Regions from separate parts of the Muntiacus reevesi genome. Here region 1 is linked to region 2. The links are chromatin contacts, called in public Hi-C maps. All regions are on one chromosome and are shown on one strand. The core of a region is the stretch at or near the end of the contact, and the rest is flanking DNA. Distances in the headings are between cores, read along the strand shown.

Region 1 (5,332 bases), core at 1,513-4,012, 130 kb before region 2:
AAGGTCAGGAACTAGACTGCCTGTAGAAATCAGCAGAAGTTTTTCTCCAGAGGAGGTGATCTGAAAGTAGTTACTCCCCAACTGGAAAAGGTCATTAATGGAATAGCCCAGGAAGTAGCTCAGTCCCTCAGATTTCTGAGAGAGGAAGTCACAAATGAAAAGCTGTTCCTCATTTCCCGGGAAGTCTTTGGCTAGTACGAGCTGCATTCCTTTGAGCTGAGCATGTGTGGAACTTCCAGCCTAGGTAGCAGAATGGAACTTGGAATGAATAGCTCAGCAAAAAAGAACCCAGGGACAATGGGACTGGGCCCAACTTCCCTGTGCCAGCTCTTGAGCTCATGGAATACTGAAGCCCAGCTAGCCTTGTCAGGGGAGACAGATGACGTCCTTTGGATTGTTCCACTTCAGAGGACTCAGAGAGGAATTTTCACATTCAGACAGCATTAGGTTCCTTAGAAGATGTGCTGAAATACCTGGTAATGGTTCAAGTTCTCACCACTATTCAACAATCCACCCACCAAGTACAAATGAAGGTCTGTTTTGCTTTAAAGATGGTGAAGCTCCAAACATCATGAGAGCAATGAATGGTGCTTCATGATGAGGGGTGGGGTGAAGATAAGGGGGAGGTTTCAAGGCTCTGTGTAACACATTGGAGGAGGGAGCACAGGAGATTTAAGAGGAAAATCTGGTATGAATATATGCTGTCAGTCTCAGGTCAGGGGATTCAATGAGGGGGAGACTAGATTCCTGGAGGAGAGAATTAACCATAGATAATGACACAACCACAAAGACCCTAGTCTCTCTATTGGCCTGACCTGAGTCTTTTACATATGATCAAGTTTGGGGAACATGCCATCAATCACTGGAAGATGTAGTGGGGAATTTTGCTGCAGCTGCAGTTCCTTCTCTGCTTTTTCCCATCATTAATTCCTTCAAGACACACAGATACATTGATGGAGATCTAAGAAAGAGAGGGCTAAATTTCATTTATTCACATCTAGATCTTTTCTTGTAGATTAGAAGGGAGTTGAAGGCAGGAATGACAAGTTACTTTGCCTAGAATACAACACATTGCCTTAAATATAACGAAATAGGTGTTTCACAGGTGAGGAAAGAAAGAACAAAAGGAAGGAAGGGATGGGGGAGGAAGGAGGGAAAGAAGGGAAGAAAAATTTGATCAGAGATGTTAAGGAAGGTAAGGGAGAGGCAATACTAAACTTGGCTTGCATCACAAGAAGACGCCTAGTGTCACAGAAGGAAGTTACCTAGAGACCCATCCAGGTAGTCAGTATAGGGAATTAAACATAAGCTTGCTATTGGCCAAGGCCAGCTCCTTGATTTGCTTCTTTGACATATTCTGGATTTAGTACTTTAATAGTAGAGGTGAAGGGGGTGTAGGGGAGACAGACTTTAACAGAAAAACTGTAAAGGAAAAGACAAGTACCTCCATGTATTGGCTGTGCTCTATCTACCCTACAAGGCTACTAACATAACTCTGAGTCATTTCCTCAGTGGTTGTGTCTTTAGACGGAAGTGGAAAGCTTAGCATCTTTTATTAGACCGACTTTTTCATATGGGAGGATTCATTTCATCCTCAACTCCCAGAAGGTACTTAAATGGTACAACCACATACAGTCTGGGCACATTTGGTCCTCACTTCTATATATGCCATTCCTTTCCTCTTATCACGGATAAAAAAGATAGATTACAGCCATCATCTCATCAGGGTAGGGGTTATTATTTACATGTAAAATTATTTATAGCATCTAATGTATATTAGAAACTGCCTGTCAATGCAGGAGACATGAGAGACACAGGTTCGATCCCTGGAGAAGGAAATGGCAACCCACTCCAGTATTCTTGCCTGGAGAGTTACAATGACAGAGGAGCCTGGCAGCTACAGTCCATGCAGTCACAGAGTCAGACACGACTGAAGCGACTTAGCACAGCACAATATGTGTTAAGTACTGTGCTGGCGCCTAAGAGGTAATCTTTCCCCACATATCTTGCAAGAGCTAACATCTCCACTTTACAGATCAGGAGCTTGAGGGTCAGATTTAGCTTGACCTATTTCTAGATATCTCATAGAAAGTAGAATTCAGATAAAACCAATCTCCTTTCGACTACCTACTGGTTTATGTAGACCTTTTAGTAAATAAGAACTAAACTTCAAGCCCAAAGCACCTCATTTTCATAATAATCATCACCTATGAATAAAATGAATAGTTGCTAGACCAGAGAGGGTGAAAATACAGAGGCCAGCAGAGCAGACGATACCATCTTTATATAGCTAGCTTAGCACAGGGCCTTTCAGTCTCACTGAAGTTCAAACCACTACAAGGCCACAGTTTGCGGCTGACTAGCAGACACACGTGTACCCTACGCATGCGCCTAGAACGGACCTACCCACCCCTTCGATCGGACCTCTTTAGCCAAGTCACCAACAAGCCCTCTAAATGCCCGCCCTCAAGGCTAAACCCTCGACCAATCAGGAGGCAAAAGCCATCATGTACGTCACTTATTTAGCATATACCCTCTCCCCGCCCCCAAGCCACAGCCCCGCCCCGTCTGAGGCAGGGATTGTCGCCTAAGCGGTTCGTCCTGGCACCTGATTGGCTCCCTTGCCAGCTCCGCCTCCGTCTCCTCTCACCGCCCTCCCCTCCCCGCTCCCACAGTGGCGGGCGGAGCTAAGTACGCAGGCGCGGGCGCTGCCTCTCTTTTCTGGTGGCCCGCCCTCCTTCCTCCCCCTCCCTCCCCTCCCCACCCCCTGTCCCCTCCTCTCCCGGCCTGCGTGCTCGCGTCTTCCTCCTGCACTCGCCGCCGCTAACCCAGCACTCTCGCCGGAGCCTCTGGCCCGCGGGTTCCTTTTTCCCTCCAGCTGTGGAGCGGGCGGGATCCTGCACTGCGATCGCGGCAGCAGCTCCAGCCCGGGCGGGCTCGGGCGGAGGCAGCGGCACGCGAGCCCCTAGGAGGACCGTACCACCGTCCGCCAGCAGGCGGGGGGGGCCGGTCGCCCCGCTGCACACGCCTCAGCGACCCCGAGGGACTGAGGCGTCGCCGCGCCTGGGAGCTTGAGCGCCGAGCCGGCCTCGACCCCGAGCTCGGAGCCCCGACGGGCCGCGCCCGCCGCCGGCCCCACCCATCCGGGCCAAGGAGGCCGCGGCCATGGCTGAGACGGAGGAGCGGAGCCTAGATAACTTCTTCGCCAAGAGAGATAAAAAGAAGAAGAAGGAGCGGAGCAACCGGGCGGCGAGCGCAGCGAGCGCGGCGGGCGGCGCTGGCGGGAGCAGCGGAGCCACGGGCGCGGCGGGCGGTGGGGCGGGCGCAGGGACCCGGCCGGGAGATAGCGGGACCGCGGGCGTGGGGGCCACTGGCCCTGGGGCCGCCACCAAGGTTGTGACAAAGGTGAGGGGCCGGGGAGTTAGGGCTCGGGCCGCGCTCTTGCGCCCATGTGCCCGCCCCCGCCTGCCTGCCTGAGGAAGCGGCCGGGGCCGGCCGGCGGGCTGACGGGCACGGAGGCTGCCACGTGACGCGGGCTTCCCACGGCGGGCCGCCTCGCGTTCCCCGCCGGACCACAGCGGCCCAGCTCCCGACCCTCGTCGCCTGGCTCGGGCTAGCACGCAGGCAGGCGGCGGCACCCTCCCGGGGAATCGGCCCGGGTCGGAAGTACATCTATCGGGTGACGTCTACTCTGAGTAATTTAGCGTCCTGATTTCAGCCTAGTAGTGTGAACTGAATTTTCTAACAATCACATTTGCAGCAGATCTAATTGGCTCGACTTGGTCTGGAAACCTGTAAAAGAAAAGTCTCATACAAGATTGAGGTAGACGTTTAGTTGTGGGCTTACTATGGACTTCATCCGACGTTTCCTGGTTGCTTTTAAAGTAACAAGTCTCATGAAGGAACCGGGTGGAAGTAACAAAGTTTAGTCACGTTTGTCCTCAAGCCTAGTAGCCTTGGGATTGAGCAAGGGCTTTGGCCAGAAAACGAGTCCACACTTTAGGTTCCAACCACTTTATCCCTTAATAGTCTGATGGTTGTTTTAGTTGTGTTTTAAAAATAGCTTTAATTGACTACCTGGTACTTGTTTTACAGGAGGAAGATGAGTGGAAAGAATTTGAGCAAAAAGAGGTTGATTACAGCGGTCTAAGAGTTCAAGCAATGCAAATAAGGTATGGTTTGGTTACAGATAACGTTTATGTCACCCACCGGATAAATACTGTATGTTTGGGGTTTTTTTGTCCCAAAACAGCATCACAGTACTCTTGTGCTTTAGGTATGCTTATTACGACTAATGGATTGAGTCTATTCCTCCTCTGTGTTGGCAGCCCTTTTATATGCCAGTCAAATTAGCTGCCAGTTCTAAAATCCTGTGAGAGCTTGCCTACTTCGAATCTTGGTTAGGCCTTTTTGAGACAGCTAAAATGGATTTTGTGCTTTCAGAATTTTTGCTTTTATTATTGGTGGGTTGAACTTAGCTTTTGTCTCAAAAGATAACATGGGTGGTTGTATTTGAAGCATAGTTACAGGGAAATACAGATTTTACCTATTCAACTTGTGTAATCAGCACGGAAGTCAAGAAAGGAAATATTACTGGTAGAGAAGAAAGCCCCCTTCCTAACCTCTTGTAGTCATTGTTTTAACCCCCAAATAACCACTCTCCTAACACTGTAGATTAATTTTCCCTAGAAATTTATAGAAATGGAATCATAGTCTAAGCATAAAGTTTTAAAAAAACAGTAATTCCTGAAAATTACATTGATTGGTTTAGAAGATTTGAAATTAACACGTTTTATCAAATCCAGTCTATGGTAGTCACATGAACTTTAGATTCATGTAAATAAATGTCATGTTTTTGAAGATTTCATGAAGAGAAAATCCATTGGCTTAGATTAAAAACCGTTTATTCCCAGTTTCAAGAAGCAAGTGATCCTAGGGAATTACCTCAGTGCTCTCACTAGTAGGGGCCCAGGTTCTTTTACTGGTTGGGGAACTAGTCCTGCATACCATGCAGTGTGGCCAAAAAAGAAGTGACCCTGATGCACTGCCTTCCAGATTGAAGTTTGTGATTTATATTTACTCGTGACCACCTGGCACAGTGGAGGAAATAACTTTTCCTTAACAGAATACTGTTCTTTGACCTCACTCAGTTAAGCTCAGTCGCTCAGTCGTGTCCGACTTTGCGACCCCATGGACTGCAGGCTTCCCTATCTATCACCAACTCCTGGAGCTTGCTCAAACTCATGTCCATCAGGTCAGTGATGCCATCCAGACATCTTATCCTCTGTTGTTCCCTTCTCCTGCCTTTACTCTTTACCAGTATCAGAATCTT
Region 2 (5,526 bases), core at 2,644-5,143:
TGGCAAACATGGGCACAGACCTTTCATATACTGTATAGTACTGCATCTAGCTACTCTTCTATGTTTTCTTCTCCTTCAAACAAGAGTCACTTCTTTGTAATTTGGATGGAATTATAGCCAGTTTACTTTTATTTCAATGCTTCTCTCTTGTCCAGACACCAAAAAAGTAATGAGTCAGTAGACTCTAGAATCAACAAAAAGAAATAAGATGGCTCAATGGTATATTAGCAATGGTTATCCCCAAAATGCTTCCTTTTAGCATATAATTTTTCATACCCTATACAAAGCACAGGTACTAAAATTCAAGAGCACACAGTAAAGACAGTAAGTAAACAAGGAAGTCTTTTCTTACTCTACAATCAAACTGAGTTTAAGTACATTAGAACTTCATCAAAAAATACTTCACTACTATAGGGTTAAGTTATACTAAGTGAGGTTAAATTCCCTGAAATATAAAAAATCACACATTAAGCAAAGTCTGTTCTGTGCTGTGCTGAGTCGTTCAGTCATGTCTGACTCTTTGTGACTCCATGGACTGTAGCCCGCCAGGCTCCTCTGTCCATGGGGATTCTCCAGGCAAGAATACTGGAGTGGGTTGCCATACCCTCCTGCAGGGGATCTTCCCAACCTAGGGATCAAACCAAGATCTCCTGCACAGCAGGTGGATTCTTTACTGTCTGAGCCACCAGGGAAGCCTAACCAAAGCCTACTGGAACATAATTACCCTTTAAAAATACTATTCTGGTCTTTCAAAACCAAAAGATTCCTCTCAAGTCATAATTTACAAAACACATCATGACCAGTAAAGAACTTATGTTCACTGCAGCAAAAACAAACCAAAAACACTACCTGAAAGAACACACTAAAAATTAGCAAACCTTTTTGAGATGATCAAAGGCATCACCACTAAAGGGGTCACAGATATACAGTGATCTATCATTCTCCTTTATTTTCAATGCCTCTTCTTCTGTAATAATCTGAAGATATTCTTCTGATTGGAACTCTTTTATTGACTGAAAGAAAAAAATAATGCATATGAAATTATTCACCTGTATTTATGTCCTGTGAACTCTCTTCAAAATCTATCTCAAATCCAGCCTTCTTCCTATCAAAAGGAACCGTCATCTCTCACTTGGCCTGTGCAGGAGTCTCCAAAGGGGTTCCTTCTCATCCTTTGCCCTAAATCTATTCTCCACACAGCAGCTATGAATCTTTTCAACAACACAAATCAGGTCATGTCACTCTGCTCAAAACCTCCAGCAGCTTCCCACCACACTCAGAATAAAATCCTCATTTCTTACAATCACCTACAAGACCAGAGTCTGGCCCTTGCCTGTTTCTGTCTCCCCATGCTTACTTCTTCTTTTTTTTTTTTCCATTTATTTTTATTAGTTGGAGGCTAATTACTTTACAAGATTGTTACTTCTTCCTCTAATCCCTTTGACTCACTCTTCTCTAGCCACTCCTGCTTTCTTTCCAGGCCTAGAACAAGCTAAGCATGACCTCATTTAGAGGTTTTGCTTTTTCCTCCCACTACCTGGAATATTCGTCCCCCAGGACTTCACCTGACTTATCTCACTTCAACCACATCTGCTCACATGTCACTTCCTCAGAGATGCTTTTCCTGGTCACAAGTCTCTAAAATATTCTTTCCCCATTTTATGAAGAAAAATAACATAGATGTAGTAATATGTATACTAGCATATATAATATATATAATATTATATATACATACATACACACTGTTTTTGTCTCTCTCCCTTGTAAGAATGTAAGTTTCATGATCTATCTTGTTTGGCAACATATCCTGGCTCCCAATAAGCACTCAAATATTTTCTTAACAAATTTTGAAGTCCTTTCATTAAATACTTATGGTGATTCTTTTAAAACGAGTAAGTCAGATCATAATATTCTTCTGAATAAACTCCCCTAGTGGCTCTCCATCTTATGGGAAGAAAAAGCCAAAGTCCTTAAAAGAGACCACAAGGCCCTCATGACCTCTTTATTCTTACTCTCTGAAGCAAACCTTAACATTCATCCCACATCTCCTGTTCACACTACACTACAGCCACAATAAAGCAGGACAGACACTGCAAGCACCTTCCCAGGGCCTGTGTACGATTATTTCCTCTGCCTGAAACTGAAACCTTCCCCACATATTCACACGGCTACTTATCTCACCTCCTTCAAGTGTCTGCAAATATCAACTTCTCCACAGAGAATATCACACTATATTTAAAATAAATTGTAAACTTCCCTTCTTCCTTAACATCTTCTGGAATGCTTTAACTTGTTTCACATTTCTCCTCCCATAGCACTTTGCACCTTTAAGATACTATATAGTTTACACATTTATATATCTGACTAGTTTATTTCCTATAGCTAGAATAGAATGTAAACTGAGAAAGTATGGATCTTTGCCTGCTCTCATCATCTCATCATTGTGTATCCCAAGTATTTGAACAGTGCTTATCAGATTTGCTGAATGAATGAACTTTAAAGACAAACCTGCTACAAGTGTTTCTTAAACATACATAAGATCTTGTTAAAAAGTAGATTCCAATTGATAAGTCTGAGTTGGGGTCCAATTTCTCAGGCCATGGTGATGCTACTGGGGGAGACACTACCCTTACATCCTCCCACATAAAACTATATAATAAAACATACTTTTAACAATTAACAACAACAAAAACAAAAAATGAAGTGTAACCAATATAGGACTGCCTCAAGTTTTTTCAACACACAAAGGTCTATGGTTAGTAGACAAAAGAAAACTACTTAACTTCTAAGAATAGTATGTCCATCACTTTCAATATAAATGTCATTAAAGATTTCAAGCTCCCCAAAATATATGATATACTAATATCAAAAGTGTGTTAACAATGAGATATCTACGAATGTAGAGTAAAACTATTATGAAAATAAAATAACCATGACTAAGACATAAATGGCCTAAGTCAAAAACACTAGAAACAAGAAAATGAATTCACAGCAAGACATTGTCAAGTAGTCTTACCTCAAGAGCTTTAAAAAAACATTCAGAATTGTCTGAAGACTTTAAAAACTTCACAAAAAACGGTTCTTTGTCATTTTTGGACATTTCTGAACTGCCAAAATAAAGGAACCATTAACAAGAGCAAAACACATTACATATAAAGTTAAATGTTTAAAGCACCTACTTTTCTGCGCAAGTAAGAATGCCGAAGTACAAACATTCTGCTCTTGCCCATGAATTCGTACATTATAGTTTGTAAGAAACAGTGGAATGTGAACAAAATCAAGGGAAAAGATGACAACAACCAATCTTCGTAAATCAAAATACGAAATTAATGTTGCTAAACTGAATTCATCGAGGACCTTTGCTCTAGAGCTTTAAAGTCTCCTAAGCCGATGGTCATTCAATTTCATTTTGCTTGAGAATGCTCAGAACGAATAGGTTCCTGAGGTCATCTGCGGCCCACGAGAAAGGTTAAGCCCTCAGTAAACGAACTTTGAATATAAACATGAAAGCCAGCCATCCCAAGTCAGGGCCCTAAAAGGCCAGATGCTCCCGCTCCCCAGCTGCCAGGGAAAAGTCCGATTATCAGTCCACCCCAGTCACTAGCTCTCTGGTGTCCCATCCACCAGTCCGGGGGCCGGTTACAAAGTCCGGAATCCAGGGCCCCTAAGGCCAGAGACGGCGTCGAAGACCCCTCCACCCCCGCGAGTTGGGGAGGGAGCTGGGTGCTCACTCTGAGCTTTACTCACCTCAGTGGAGCCTGGGGATCTCCGGGCGGCGAGTGGGGGGCCGCGCGGCGCGCGGGACTGCGGCTGGGGTCGGGCGCCAGCCCGGCGCACACCCGCCGCACCCGGCGGGGCCCCCAACCAAAGCAAACGCAGACCCGGAAGTTGCCGAACCGCGAACCGACTTTCGCGCCAACTGCGCGGTCGCGCCCGCCCCTTCCGGCGGAAGTGACGCTACCACAGCTGCAGCGTGGGAGGGGGGCGGGGAGGGCGGAGACGAAAGAAAGCGGCGTTGGTGGTTGGCTCCGACCCGGAGGCCAAGGTGTTCCGGGAAGACTGTGGCAGAAGCTTCGGCTCAGCAGCTGGCAGGGCGCGTCTTGCCTTTGCGGGAAACTGGCCTAGCGCCGAGAGCTAGGGCTTTGAGGTGGCGGGTCAGAGGTATCTTAGAGCAGGAGTTCGCAACTCCAGGGCCAGGAGAGGTTAGTGGTGGAAGCAGAGCCGCTTCCCGTTTCTCGCGTTGCCGCCTGAACCGCCGAGCTCCCCTTGTCCTGGGAAAAATTGTCTTCTAGTAAACCGGTCCCTGGTGACAAAAAATGTTGGGGACTGATGCCTCAGAGCAGACCCTAACATCAAAAAATAAAGACAGGTAAAAGAGGGTTTCTTTAATAAATACTTCATGCCGAGAAACCATATGTTATCAAAAACAACTCTGGGAGGCAAATACTGATTTGCATTTTACAGATGTAAAAACTGAGGCTTAGGGAAATTAAATGAAGTGTTCAAGGTCACAGTAAGTGGTAGAAGTTTAAGACGGCACCCAAATCTTTTTGACTCCATGGACTGGTGGACTGGATTATTTTCTTCCAGTATAGCCCAGATGTGTTCACCAGCTACAACAGCCAAGGGTCTAAAGGAAAGAAAGACGTCAGGATGACGTGAATTACACACCTGGTGCATAGGGGGTCTTTGCCAACTTCAGTAGTGCCCTCTCCGGGACTAACACCCCATTCTCCCACTTTGAGCATCTCATTTTTTTCTCTAGCTTCCCAAGTGTTGGGCAGATTGTGGGATGAAACCTAATGTTCAAATGGCAAAGGTAATGGGGAGAGGAGGTGAAATAGGATTAGGATCTCTGGCTTGTTGATGGCCAATGACAAACTGCTTGGTCAGCGTTTCTTCTCATCTTATTCTTGACTGTTGAGAGTGAGAAAATCATGACTTGAGTAACCTGAGAGTTTAATGAACTGTACCTTGGTTTTTTAAATGTCTAAAGATGGTAGATAGCATCTTGGGTCAGTGTGTGAACACTTAGGTGGAAGGTGAGTCAGAATCAGTAACTGAAAGACCAACTGAAAGGCCTGTTGTCAGGGAGGAGGTGAGGAAAGCCTTACAGATACACCAAAGTTACTAGACTTGTTTTAAAAAAAAAAAATGAGAGACAACCCTGCCACAATTCACTGTGAAGGAGCAAATCTGAGCTGATATTATAATTACTATTTGTGGGGTGAGTGACAGTGGACAGAGGGCTCCTGCTCACTCTGCTGGGCAGTTCTCTAGAAAATGGGCATTGTTGGCCACTGTCAACTTTAAAAACTGCACAACCTGAGAGTGGTGAGTTAAGTTTTATTTGGGGCAAAATAAGGACAGAAACAGTATGGATGTAGCAGAAGCAGAGAAGGCAAGAATACACAGAAGAACTATATAAAAGAGGTCTGAAAGACCCAGAAAAGCACTATGGTGTGGTCACTCACTTAGAGCCAGACATCCTGGAGTGGGAAGGCAAGTGGGCCTTAGGAAGCATTA

The links. Hi-C and Micro-C count contacts between places; a contact is called where the count stands out from the background.
Region 1: a contact with region 2 is called in a Hi-C map of blood, with 5 times the contacts expected there. The contact joins the promoter of CDV3 here to the promoter of TOPBP1 in region 2. A contact is called at or near these places in 2 of 3 Hi-C or Micro-C datasets (blood and muscle).

Annotation. Positions count from the first base shown.
Region 1 is chr8:15,822,333-15,827,664 of mMunRee1.1, reverse strand. CDV3 (CDV3 homolog) reads left to right here and starts at 2,762. Exons shown (of 5, transcript XM_065942178.1): 1 at 2,762-3,405; 2 at 4,096-4,172. The coding sequence starts at 3,166.
Region 2 is chr8:15,693,024-15,698,549 of mMunRee1.1, reverse strand. It overlaps TOPBP1 (DNA topoisomerase II binding protein 1), which reads right to left and starts at 3,893. Exons shown (of 28, transcript XM_065942858.1): 1 at 3,748-3,893; 2 at 3,017-3,107; 3 at 879-1,013. The coding sequence starts at 3,100.